Regions from separate parts of the Pan troglodytes genome. Here region 1 is linked to region 2. Evidence: chromatin contacts called from public capture Hi-C data. All regions are on one chromosome and are shown on one strand. Each heading gives the region's core, a stretch centred on a gene start, on an enhancer-like site or on the middle of the called end of the contact. The rest is flanking DNA. Distances are from core to core; before and after follow the strand shown. Region 1 overlaps SLC6A6 (solute carrier family 6 member 6). Region 2 has its middle 75 kb from the start of LSM3.

Region 1 (5,406 bases), core at 860-3,359, 210 kb before region 2:
CTCAGCTTCCCCATCTGTCCACTGAGGATAAGGGAACGCTGACCTTGCTCGATGGCCCCTGGCCTGCGGTGAGCATTCAAGAAGCCTCTTTGGCCGGCACTGTCAGGATGGCTCTCCGACACTGACAGGGTGGGCCCTACTGCTGCCTCTGCCCCCGGGCGTCCTTTGTTCCTCCAGGCCTCAGTTTCTCCAGCCACCGTCATCTCTTCTCCTTGAGGCCAGGAGCCTACATGATTTCCCGAGGATGGGAAGGCAGACGTGGAGGGCGGGGGCACATCAGGAAGCCACAGAAGGGGGGAAAGAAGTGAAAAAAGAAAACCAACCTGCCTCTCCCTTCCTGAGGACAGGCGGCCAGGCGCCCCGACCAGTTCCCACCTCTGGGGCCCTTTGTGGGCCACACCCGGGCTGGCGAACAATAGCTGCTGACAGCAGCCCCGCAGGGGTCTCCAGAGGGCGGCCACTTCAAAGCCAGCCAGGCCTCCACTGGGCCAAGCAACCGGTCTGTGACCAGAGGGCTTTGTGTCAGGGACAGGGGTGTGGAGGTGGCTTTCTTTGTTTTCACGTAGTTAGTTTATTTAACAAGCACTTACGCAGTGCGGATTTTGTGCCAGTGCGGATTTTGTGCGGGACACTCAGCTAAGAGCTTCATGAGTTTTAACTCATTTAATCCTCAGACAACTGAGAAGAGCCAGGCATCAGCCTCACCTGCATTTTCTAGATGAGGAGACTGCCCAGAGAGGTGGGGGCACCTGCCTGCAATCACAGTTACTGGTGGTGGATGCGGGATGGATCCAGGCCAGCTGGTGTCAGGTCCCCACACCTTTGGGATGTGTGTCATTGTTCCTCCCCAAATCCTGGTCATGCCACCTCAGCCGTGTGAAGGGAAAATAAAATCTCAGGACCCCAAACTCACTATGCAGAAGGAAAAAGTTAAGCTTGGGAAGTGAGTCACACACACGCACAAAACCGGCCTGCTTTCTGTTCTTCAGCAGAGAGTTGTGAGATACAGGCCACATATCTCCCCAGGCGGCCTCCCTCACCCTGACAATGTAAACTCACAGCTCATCTTCACAGGTGCCGGACAAAGAGACAAGAAATGAGCCATCCACCCACACATCTAGGCATGTGTCTCCTTCCTCCACCGTGTGTACACCCTACCCTATGGAAAATGTGTGTGTTCTCTACCCTATGGAAAATGCAGATTTGCTGAGAGACATCGTGCATAATTACCTGAATTACCTGTTCCTCTGTCCCTTCCTGCTGTTTCCCCTTACATTTTTTTTTTAAGACACGGTCTCTGTCGCCCATGCTAGAGTGCAATGGTGCAATCACAGCTCACTGCAGTCTCAACTTCCCGGGCCTAAGAGATCCTCCTACCTCAGCCTCCTGAGCAGCTGGGACTACAGGTACACGCCATGATGCCCAGCTAATTTTTGTATTTTTTAGTAGAAACAGGGTTTTGCCATGTTGACCAGGTTGGTCTTGGACTCCTGAACTTAAGCAATCTGCCCTCCTCGGCCCCCCCAAGTGCTGGGATTACAGGTGTGAGCTACTGTGCTGGGCCTCCCCTTTATGTACTGAGGTTCTCAAAACTCTCTTTGGAAAAAGTGCAGGCCACAGATCCTACTGTGGCTCATGTCTCTTTCCTGAGCACATCTTCAACCTTGGCAAAATAAACCTCTAAGCTCATCGAGCCCCCTGTCTCAGATGGGTTTTGGTTTACAGTAGCAGGTTTGAAAGCCACCCTTGCTTTGCAGAATCTGCTGCTCCGAGGACAAGCCCCTGAGAGCCATGCTTTCAACTTTTCCGTGGCTCCCCCGGGATCCCCAAGGGACAGGCTGGTGCTAGCTGCTGCCAGGGGCCTCTGGTGGTGGCCCAGCAGGCCTTGCTGTGGGACGTGGTATTTTTCCACTCTTGCTGGTGAACCTCCGTGGCTCCTCTGAGCCCTAGACCCAAAAGCCCTGTGGCCCAACTGTCCAGGAAACTCACAAGGACAACTTTTCTCCATCCCCTCTGGGCAGTAGAAAAGAGGGTGGCTGAGCATCAGGGGGAGCCGGGCATCCTTTGGGAGGTAAGTGTCTGGGCAGCAGCAGCAGCAGGGGGAGCCAGGCATCCTTTGGGAGGTAAGGGCCTGGGCAGCAGGGCTCGCCATTGATCCCAGAGATCCTAGGCAGGCCCCAAGGATCCTCAGCGCCCTGGCTGTTGGTGAGGGGCTTCACTAACTCATTTCACATAAGGGGAAGGTGAGGCGGAGAAAGTGAAAGGGCCTTGTCCAAAGTCACGCAGTTTGGGGGATCCAGAGCTAAAAGGACCTGGCTCTGACTACCCCCTGCTTTGTTTTTAACCAGGCAAAAAGAGCTGCTCCGGAAGCCAACAGCGAAGAGCCCCAGCCTCAGTGAACGTCCATGCTCACTCCGGGGCCTCCTCCCCTGTGCGTCTGCAGGGCTTGCACTTCCTGTGTGAGTGTCTGGATCTCTGCCCCCTTCCCAGACCCCACTCTGTGACAGCAGGGACATGCCTGCCACGTGCCCTACTTACTGCATCCTCAGGTTGGCACGGGGGTGGGCACAGGAGGCGGAAGAGTGTGGGGCACCCAGGTCGGGAGTGGGGCTGCCTGGGTCCAAATCCCAGCACAGCCACTGACAAGCTGTGGGATGCTGGGCAAGGTAATGAGCCTCCCTGAACCTGAATTTCCCCATCTGTAAAATGGGACTAATAACTGCACATACTCAAAACCATGAGGAGGATTCAATGAGCTACCTAGCAGCACTGAGAATGCTGCCCGGCACTCACAGGCTACTGCGCTTTCGCCACCGTTATCACTATTTGTTGAATGGATTAATGGCAGCCTAGTTTCAACCTCCTGGAATAGTGAAAATTACAAAAAAGGAAACTGCAACCTAGAGAGGCAAAGTGACTTGAACTCAGATCCTGAGCCTCTCAGGCTGGGGCTCTCCCTCCATTATCCTCCAACTCCTCCTTGCTGGACTAGACACGAGAGCAGGGCCTTGGCAGGATGAGGTCCATCTGCTGCCTGTGGGCCCAGCCCCCACGTCAGCCACAAACCTGGTCTGTGGCCAGGGCTGGAAGCCATGGCCAGCGAGCAGGCAGCCTCTCAGCCATGGGGCTTGAGGAAGTTCACAGAGCCTGACTGTGTTTGTCTTGGCTTCTCTGGCCTGGCCCAGGCTCTGCTATTGTTCTGGGAATCACGCCCACCCCTGGGAGGCCTACAGCCACCCCACGAAGGAGGTTGTTGCTAAGGGTGAGGAGGGAGGACCCCTGGAAGATCACGTCTTTGCTCGGCCACAGCTGCAGCCTGGCACCCTCTCTCTGGCTTTGACACTATTCTCCAGTGTTCTGCATTATGTCTCAAAAGTTGCTCACTGTCCCTGGCGGACATCAGCCTCCTCCATCAGACTGGGTGCTCCCCAAGGGTCTGGGTCAAACACACCTCAGGGCCTTTGCACAGGCTGTCACTTCTACCTGGAGATTTTCCCCTCCACATACGCACCTGGCTCAGCCCTTCACTTCCTTCACATCTTTGCCTAGAGTCACCTTCTTGGTAGGCCTTGCCTGGCCACCCTATTCAAAATTGCTCCCAACACTCCCCATTCTCCTTCTCTGCTTGACTTTTTCCCATAGCTCGCATCCCCATTTGACTCCTATATATTTTTCCCATTCGTTTTGTTACAACCTGACTCTTCCTGCCAGGCCATCAGCATCTGGAGCACAGGAATTTTTGTCTGTTTTGTGAACCACTGCATGTCCCCCAGCCCTGTTTCTACAAAGCACCTGGCACACAGTAGAGGCTCAAAAAATACTAGTGCGTAAGTAAGTGATGATGTCTCTAGCACTGCTCAGGACCAGTGCTCCACAGAAACTTTCTCACTTCTGTGTGGGGAAACTGAGGCAGAGTGAAGAAGGGCACGGTGGCGTGCGCCTGTGGTCCCAGCTACTCAGGAGGCTGAGGTGGGAGGATGGTTTGAGGATGGCTTGAGCCCAGAAAGTGAGCTGAGATCAAGCCAGTGCATTTCAGCCTGGGCAACAAGTGAGCTGAGATCAAGCCAGTGCATTTCAGCCTGGGCAACAAGTGAGCTGAGATCAAGCCAGTGCATTTCAGCCTGGGCAACAGAGCCAGACCCCGCCTCAAATTACAAAAAAAAAAAAAAAAAGAAGAGAATTAGCATTTACAGAACCGTCTGTGCCAAGCATTGTGCCAGGTGTTTAACACACCTCATTTTAACCCTACTATCACCTATTTTATAGAGGAGGAAACTGAGGCTCAGAGAGGAGGAAGTGACCTTGGACAAGTCACTTGACCTCCCTAAGCCTGAGTTTTCTCATTGTTTAAAGAAAGGAATAAAATGGTGTGCTTGTAAGACAGAGAACCGGGGTAGCACAGTGAGGGTGCTCTCCAAGGAGGTGCAGGAGTTACCCATGTCCCCTGCCCCCGCCTGTTCCGGGCAGGACCGTGCTCACTGGTGTGCACGGGCAGGTGTCCAAGGCCTGGACTGCTTCCCTTCCACCCTTGGCTTCAGGATGGCAGGGTGGTTCTGCCCCAAGAAACAAGCAGAGGGCACTGTGTGTGTTGGAGGGGGGTGCACAGGATCACCCCCATTCTACCTCTTGCAACCCTGGAGTCCCAGGTCTTGCAGGGTAAGTGACTGGAATAATTACTTGGATCTCTACAAAGCCATGATTTTGCCTCTTTGGGGGCTCTTTATCCAGGGAGACACATTCCTCAACCCTCAATTCCACTGTGTGGCTGGAGCAGCTAAGGTCACTGCCCACAGCTCCATCTGGAATGCTATCTTAAGACACTCCTTTGACTTTTGGGGGTTTTTTGATCTTAAAGAGACGTTCCCTCTTTTGGCATGTGAGTCACTGGGGAATGCGTTGACAGGGCACTATCTAAAGGCAGATGAGCAAACGCCTTTGTTCTTTATAGCTTAGGGCCCTAGGTTCAGGCTCACGCCTGTGATCACAACATACCCCTGCACCAGACTTTGGCATCAGCAAAGCCATGACAACAGCCAGTGTCTAGGTTTTCAGGGAACAGTTCGGCTCTAATTAGTAACAGGTAACATTTCAGTTATTGGTTAACATTTCCACTATTGCTAATGTATCAGTTATACCTAAAACCTTAAAATTACAAGCTAACATTTTACATTTGTTAATCACTAACATCCTAGTCACTATGTGACATATTAATCAGCAGCAAACACTCCAGTTATGAATAATACTTTGGTTTTAACAGCTAACACCTTGGCCATGAGTGGATGATTTAATTATCAGCTAACACTTTCCTGAACAACTAACATTGGAGGTGCCGGCTGAAATGTTAGTTATAACTCAGTTAATCTGATTTAGCAGCTAAAATCTAAGCCAGTGCCTCTCAACCCATAA
Region 2 (5,851 bases), core at 2,903-5,402:
AGTATAGATCCATTTCGGGCTCACATCTAGAGAGAATGTCCCCAGCTCACCATCTTTCCCATGGCAGTAAATGCACCCCATTTACATGGCTGCTCAAGCCAGAAACCTAGAAATCACTCAGCCTCATGTCCCCCACCCTGACTGTTACACCAGCGCATCGCCAAGTCAGTTCTGTCTCTGAAGCCCACCGGCTTGTAATCCTCTCCACGACCACCACCTCTGGCCGAACCAGCATCATGTCTGGCCTGGATGACTGCAGGGGCCTCCAACCTTGCCCTTCTGCATTTTCCAGCACACAGCCCAGAGAATGGCCCCAGCGCCAGCTGGATCATGTTGCTTCCCTGCTTAAACTCCTCCTGCGGTTTCCTGCCTCACTAGAATAAAAGCACCCTCAAGCCAACCTTGTTCCATACCCTTGACCCCTTCTCTCTCTGCTCCTGCTCACTGGGCTCCTTCAGGTCCTCAAATCTTTTGAGTTCTTTCCCATCCTGGTCTTTCCACCCCCTGCTGGTTCCCGACCCTGAGACACTCCTGGCCCTGCCCCATCCCTGCCAATTTCTACTCAAACCTGGGCACAATGCCCCCTCCTCAGAGCAGGCTCTGTGGGTGATATGGGATTTCACCTTTGTATCTTCTGATTTGTTTGGGAAATAAGTATTATTTTGCTATGATCAAAAAAATCAGATAATGTTCATTTTAAAATAAAATCAAATGTCTAGACCATTGGCACATGGTGAGTTCAGAGCAGGGGGAGGCTCAAAGGCTAGGGAAGGCTTCCTAAGGGAGGGGGAGCTTGAAGAAAAGGAAGCATTGAGCCCAGGAAGGCAAACAGAATTCCAGAAAGGGAAACTTGAACAAAGGCATAGAGGTGGCAGGGCAGCTAGAAGAGGTGGCACCTACTGATTTTGCTTGTTTAACACCCTTAATTCTGGTTGTAACACCCATTTTTTTTCCTCTGAGGATGCACATTTCCCACATCCTCAGATCATGTGTTTCCAGTGAGGCTGATTCTCATTATGGGTGTGTGAATTCAGCTGGGCCAATGAGAGCCTTTCCTGAGATTGTTGCTGCACCTATTGAAAAAAGTGTTGTCTTTCCAACAGAGTTGTCAAGCTGGAAGGATGCAAGCCCAATCTTTGCCACCACAAAGGAAGATAATAAAACCCATACGGGAGAAAACAGAGCCACAGATGGAGACAGTCACATTCCTGGTGACAGTGTTTGAGCACCTGGATCCAGCCCAACCTGAGGCCATTTTCTCCTAGGCTTTTTAGATCTGTGAACCAATAAATCCCCGCTTTAGGAGTTGGGCTAGTTTATCGTGAGTGTCTATCATTTATAACCCAAAAATTCCTAAGTTCCACACTAAGCTGGCTGGAACAGAGGCTTGCTATGGAAGACAGTGAGGGAGGCTGAGCAGACACGGCAGAAACAACAAATGTCATGGCCATTCTTTGGAGGCAAGGCCTTTATCCCAGTGGACTGAGGCATCTAGTGTGGGAATTGGAGAGTCTGAATCTCTGAGCCAAGCCAGAAATCTGAAACAACGATAGGCCCTCTCTCTTGACTGCCCACAAGCCACATTGTGTCTTCATTGACCCAGAAATCCTTTGAAAGGAGACCCAGGGACAGAAATGGCCTGGAGCAGCTCCTGTTCTTGGCTTCTTGGGGCTTTGGAAGGAAACCATCTAAGTCTTCCCAGACCGCACTGGGAAGGCCAAGAATCCACAAGACAACTGACCAGGGGGGAGAGATGGTTGAGGGTGGGGACCATTTGGGGCATTTTCCACTGCTCTTGCCCTGTTTGTTCGTGGTCGGTCTGACTGCTCCTGAGGGTCCTGGTCTCTGGCGGGGGCAGGGAGGGGGTGCTGCGGGGCTGGTGGAGGAAAGGGACACAGGCCTGTAGCTCTATCCCAGAGTTGGAGCCCTCCTAGGAACTGCAGGATGGTGTGATACATGGAGACACCCCCAGGGCCCTGGAGGGGCAGTACCTATGTCCTGTGCCCTCCCATCATGCCTAGCACAGTGCCTGCCACAGGGTTATATGCATGGCACTAGTTACCATTCAGAAAACAGATCCCAAGTGCTTGCTGGGAGTGAGTAGAAGAGGAGTTCACAAGGACCGAGGTGCGTGATCACGTCAGTGTCACTGACTTGTGTCTTTGGGGCTGACTTGTGCCTTTGGGGCTGTCTCCCATTCCGGCCCTCCTGTAACCGTCACATCCGGTCTCCACAGGGGCAGGACTCCCTCTGAAACCTCTGGCCTGACACCAGCCACATACCACTTTCCAGCTTTCGAGAGGTGCAGCTGAAGATGTGAATGAAAATCAATACATATGGGCAAAGATTCATTAAAATTCAATACTTATTCATGTGTTTTTTTTAACTCTCAGCAAAAGAGGCACAGAGGAGAACTTTCTTAATCTGATAAAGAGTTTCCATCAAAGAAATGTGTGTGCACGCACGCTCACACACACACACAGCTAACATCATCATTAATGGTAAAATACTGAATTCTCCTAAGGATAGGAACAAGAAATGGATGTCCGCCACTATCATTTCTATTCAACATTATACACCAGAGCCCAGTTGTTTCGATGAGGCAGAAATAAAAATAAAAATAATAAAGTTTGAAATGAAACATACAAACTCATTATTTAAGATGACAATATTGTATATGGAAAAAATCCAAAATCCAATAATAACCTATTAGTATTAATGAGTAAGTTTAGCAAGATTGCTGGATATAATCAACATACAAAAATTAGTTTAGTGTGTATGTGCTGGCAACAATTACCAAATGAAAATTTTGAGGTGCCATTTACAATAATACCAAAATAATCATCAAATACTTATGAGTAAGTCTAATGAAAGAAGCACAAGACCTCTATGACGACACAAAACAGTGTACAGAAATTAAAGAAGACCTAAATAGAGGACCGTAGCCTGCTTGTTGTTTGACCAGCTTAATATTATTACAATATTAAGTTGCCAGATTGATCTGTATGTTTAATACAAACCCATTCCAGCAGGTATTTACAAGAAAATTGGCATGCTGCTTTCAAAATTTATGTGGAAATTCCAAGGACCTAGAATAGGTAAAGCAATCTCACAAGAGTACGAAGCTGGATGACTTAATGTACTGGATGTCAAGGGTTTTTTCTAAATCCAGAGTAAGAAGGCAGTGTGGCATACTGTGATCCTAGTCAAGTGGACCAATACAACACAGTAGGGAGCCCAGAAACAAACCCACATGTGTTCAATCCCTGGATTCACAAGAAAGATGCACAATTCAGTGAGGAAAGGTGATATTTAATAAATGGTATTAGTTCAATTGGAGAGTCATATGGGGGAAAAATGGGCCTACCTCATATCATACCCCAAAATTAATTCGAGATCCATCATAGACCTAAATTAAAACAAAAAATCTTCTAGAAAATAAAATACAAGAATATCTTCATGACCCTGGGGTAGACAAAAATTTCTTAACCAAACAGGTTGAGAGATGTTTGAAATACATCTATGAAAATAAATACCAATATCCATAACATACAAAGAACTTTTATAAATTAATAAGAAAAGACAGGCTAGGCACAGTGGCTCATATCTGTAATCGCAGCACTTTGGGAAGCCGAGGCAGGAGGATCACTTGAGCTCAGAAGCTTGAGGCCAGCCTGGGCAACACAGCGAGACCATGTCTCTACTAAAATTAAAAAAAAAAAAAAAATAGCTGGGTGTGGTAGGGGCACCTGTGCTCCCAGCTACTTGTGAGGGTGAGGTGGGAGGATTGCTTGAGCCCTGGAGATCCAGACTGCAGTGAGCCGTGATCACGTGACTGCACTTCAGCCTGGGTGACAGAGCAAGACCCTGTCTCAAAAAGAAAAAGAGAAAGGAAAAGACAGACATCCCAGTTTTTTAAGTGGGCAAAAAGCTGTGAACAGAGACTGCACCAAAAAGCACATCTAAACAGCCAATTATCATATAAGCATTATTAACATCTTGGAAATGCAGATTAAAGTCACAGGAAGATGCCAACACACTCCTCACTAAAATGGCTAGCAGGTGTGGTACACTGGCAGCTATACTGCTGTCAGCAGGTGGCCTGCAGCTGTCGGCTCCTCCAAGGTCTGCCTCTGCTAGGAGAGCCACCCCGCCCTAGGTCATGGCCCTCCTGGGGCAGCCCAGATCAGGCGGCTGAGTGCAGCAGGGCTTAGAGGTCAGCCTTTTGTTTCCACTGGATGTGGGTCACGCTGCTGGGCAGCACTCACGCCAGCCAGCTCCCTGCTAGGTTAACTGGGGCTTTGTCTAGCCTGAGTCAAAGCTCAGCTCTTCTCTCTGCCCCATCTTGTTCCTTCCTTTTCTCTTCACAGGTGTGGATCCCCAATAACTGTCTCCAGATCCAAACTCCATGGCCAAATCTGCTCCCGGAGAAACCAGCCTGCACAGTGAGGATGTGGGTATGGAGCAACTGGAACCCTCAACTATTGCTGTTTGGATCATCACTTAACACCACTTCAGAAAACTTTTGGCAGCATTATATTATATATTAGTATTCTAATGCTAAACTCAGTCTACATAGACCCTAAGACCTAGCACATTCTCTTCTAGGTAGATGCCCAACTGAAATCAGTGCTTATGTCCTCAGAAGCCCTGTTCACAGAAGCTTGATGCGTAATAGCCACAACTGGCAACAGACCAAATTTCCATCTTCAGGAGAATGGATAGACACGTGGGGGGCAGTTCAATGCAATGCTAACAGCACATCAAAAGGAAAAAGGCTGCTGCTACACACAACATGGGTTCAACACACAGGCTTTGTGTTCAACAGAGGAAACCAGGCACAGAAGAGTGCACATATCCTGTGTGTACATACACAGTACACACAACTTGTGTGGCTCCATTTACGTGGTGACCAAACCTAGGCACAACTAATCTGTAATGATAGAAGTCTGGAGAATGGAGAAATCGAGGCTGGAGGGAGCTTGCTGGGGAGCTGCAAGTGTCCAATATATTGATTGATCCTGGGGGTGGTTGTATGCATATATACACAGGCAAAAGTTAATCAAACCCTACCCTTAAGATGCACGCACTTTGCTGAATGTTACACTTGATAAAAAAAAAACTAAGTTAAGAAATAGAAGTTCCAAGCCTTCACAATGACCCACATTTATTGAGAACTTACTGTGTTTCAGGGCCAGTCATTTCATGCAGCAGATCACTCCATGCACACACACACACACACACACACCCCAACAAATACATCCTCAACACACACACACCCCAACACATATATACTCCAATACATACACATCCTAATACACACACCCCAACACACACATATGCCCTCAACACACACCCCAACACACATACCCTCAAAACACATACACTCCCTAACACACACATACCCCAACACACACACACCCCAATACATACACACCCCAACACACGCACTCCAACACACACACCCCAATACACATATACCCCAACACACACCCCAATGCACACTCCAACACACATCCCAACACACACATTCCAACACACACCCCAATGCACACACACCCAACACACACACATCCCAACAAAAACATACTCCAACACATACATGCCCCAATACATACACACCCCAACACACACACACACAGCAACACGTGCATACTTCAACACGCACATACTCCAACACACACACCCCAATACACACACACACCAATACACACATACTCCAACACACACACCTTAATACACATATGCCCCAACACACACACCCCAACACAAACATCCCAAAACACACATTCTGACACACACATACTCCAACATACACACCCCAATACCCACACACCCCAACACACACACA

Evidence for each region. Capture Hi-C pulls out chosen DNA fragments and counts their contacts.
Region 1: a capture Hi-C map of stem cell-derived neural stem cells shows a contact between it and region 2, with 8 times the contacts expected there. The contact joins two enhancer-like sites. A contact is called at or near these places in 5 of 7 Hi-C or Micro-C datasets (blood, induced pluripotent stem cells, a lymphoblastoid cell line and 1 more) and 1 of 1 other capture datasets (stem cell-derived neural stem cells).

The regions. Positions count from the first base shown.
Region 1 is chr2:18,459,339-18,464,744 of NHGRI_mPanTro3-v2.0_pri, reverse strand. All of the region lies in intron 6 of SLC6A6 (solute carrier family 6 member 6), which reads right to left. Among named protein-coding and RNA genes, the nearest start is that of SLC6A6, 60 kb to the right of the region's middle. Within about 2 kb of position 2,109, at least 7 of the 24 cell types and tissues checked have an H3K27ac peak or open chromatin away from gene starts, as enhancers often do. A contact at or near this core is called in stem cell-derived neural stem cells, where this site is marked.
Region 2 is chr2:18,253,217-18,259,067 of NHGRI_mPanTro3-v2.0_pri, reverse strand. No RefSeq gene overlaps it. Among named protein-coding and RNA genes, the nearest start is that of LSM3, 75 kb to the right of the region's middle. Within about 2 kb of position 4,152, at least 2 of the 24 cell types and tissues checked have an H3K27ac peak or open chromatin away from gene starts, as enhancers often do. A contact at or near this core is called in stem cell-derived neural stem cells, where this site is marked.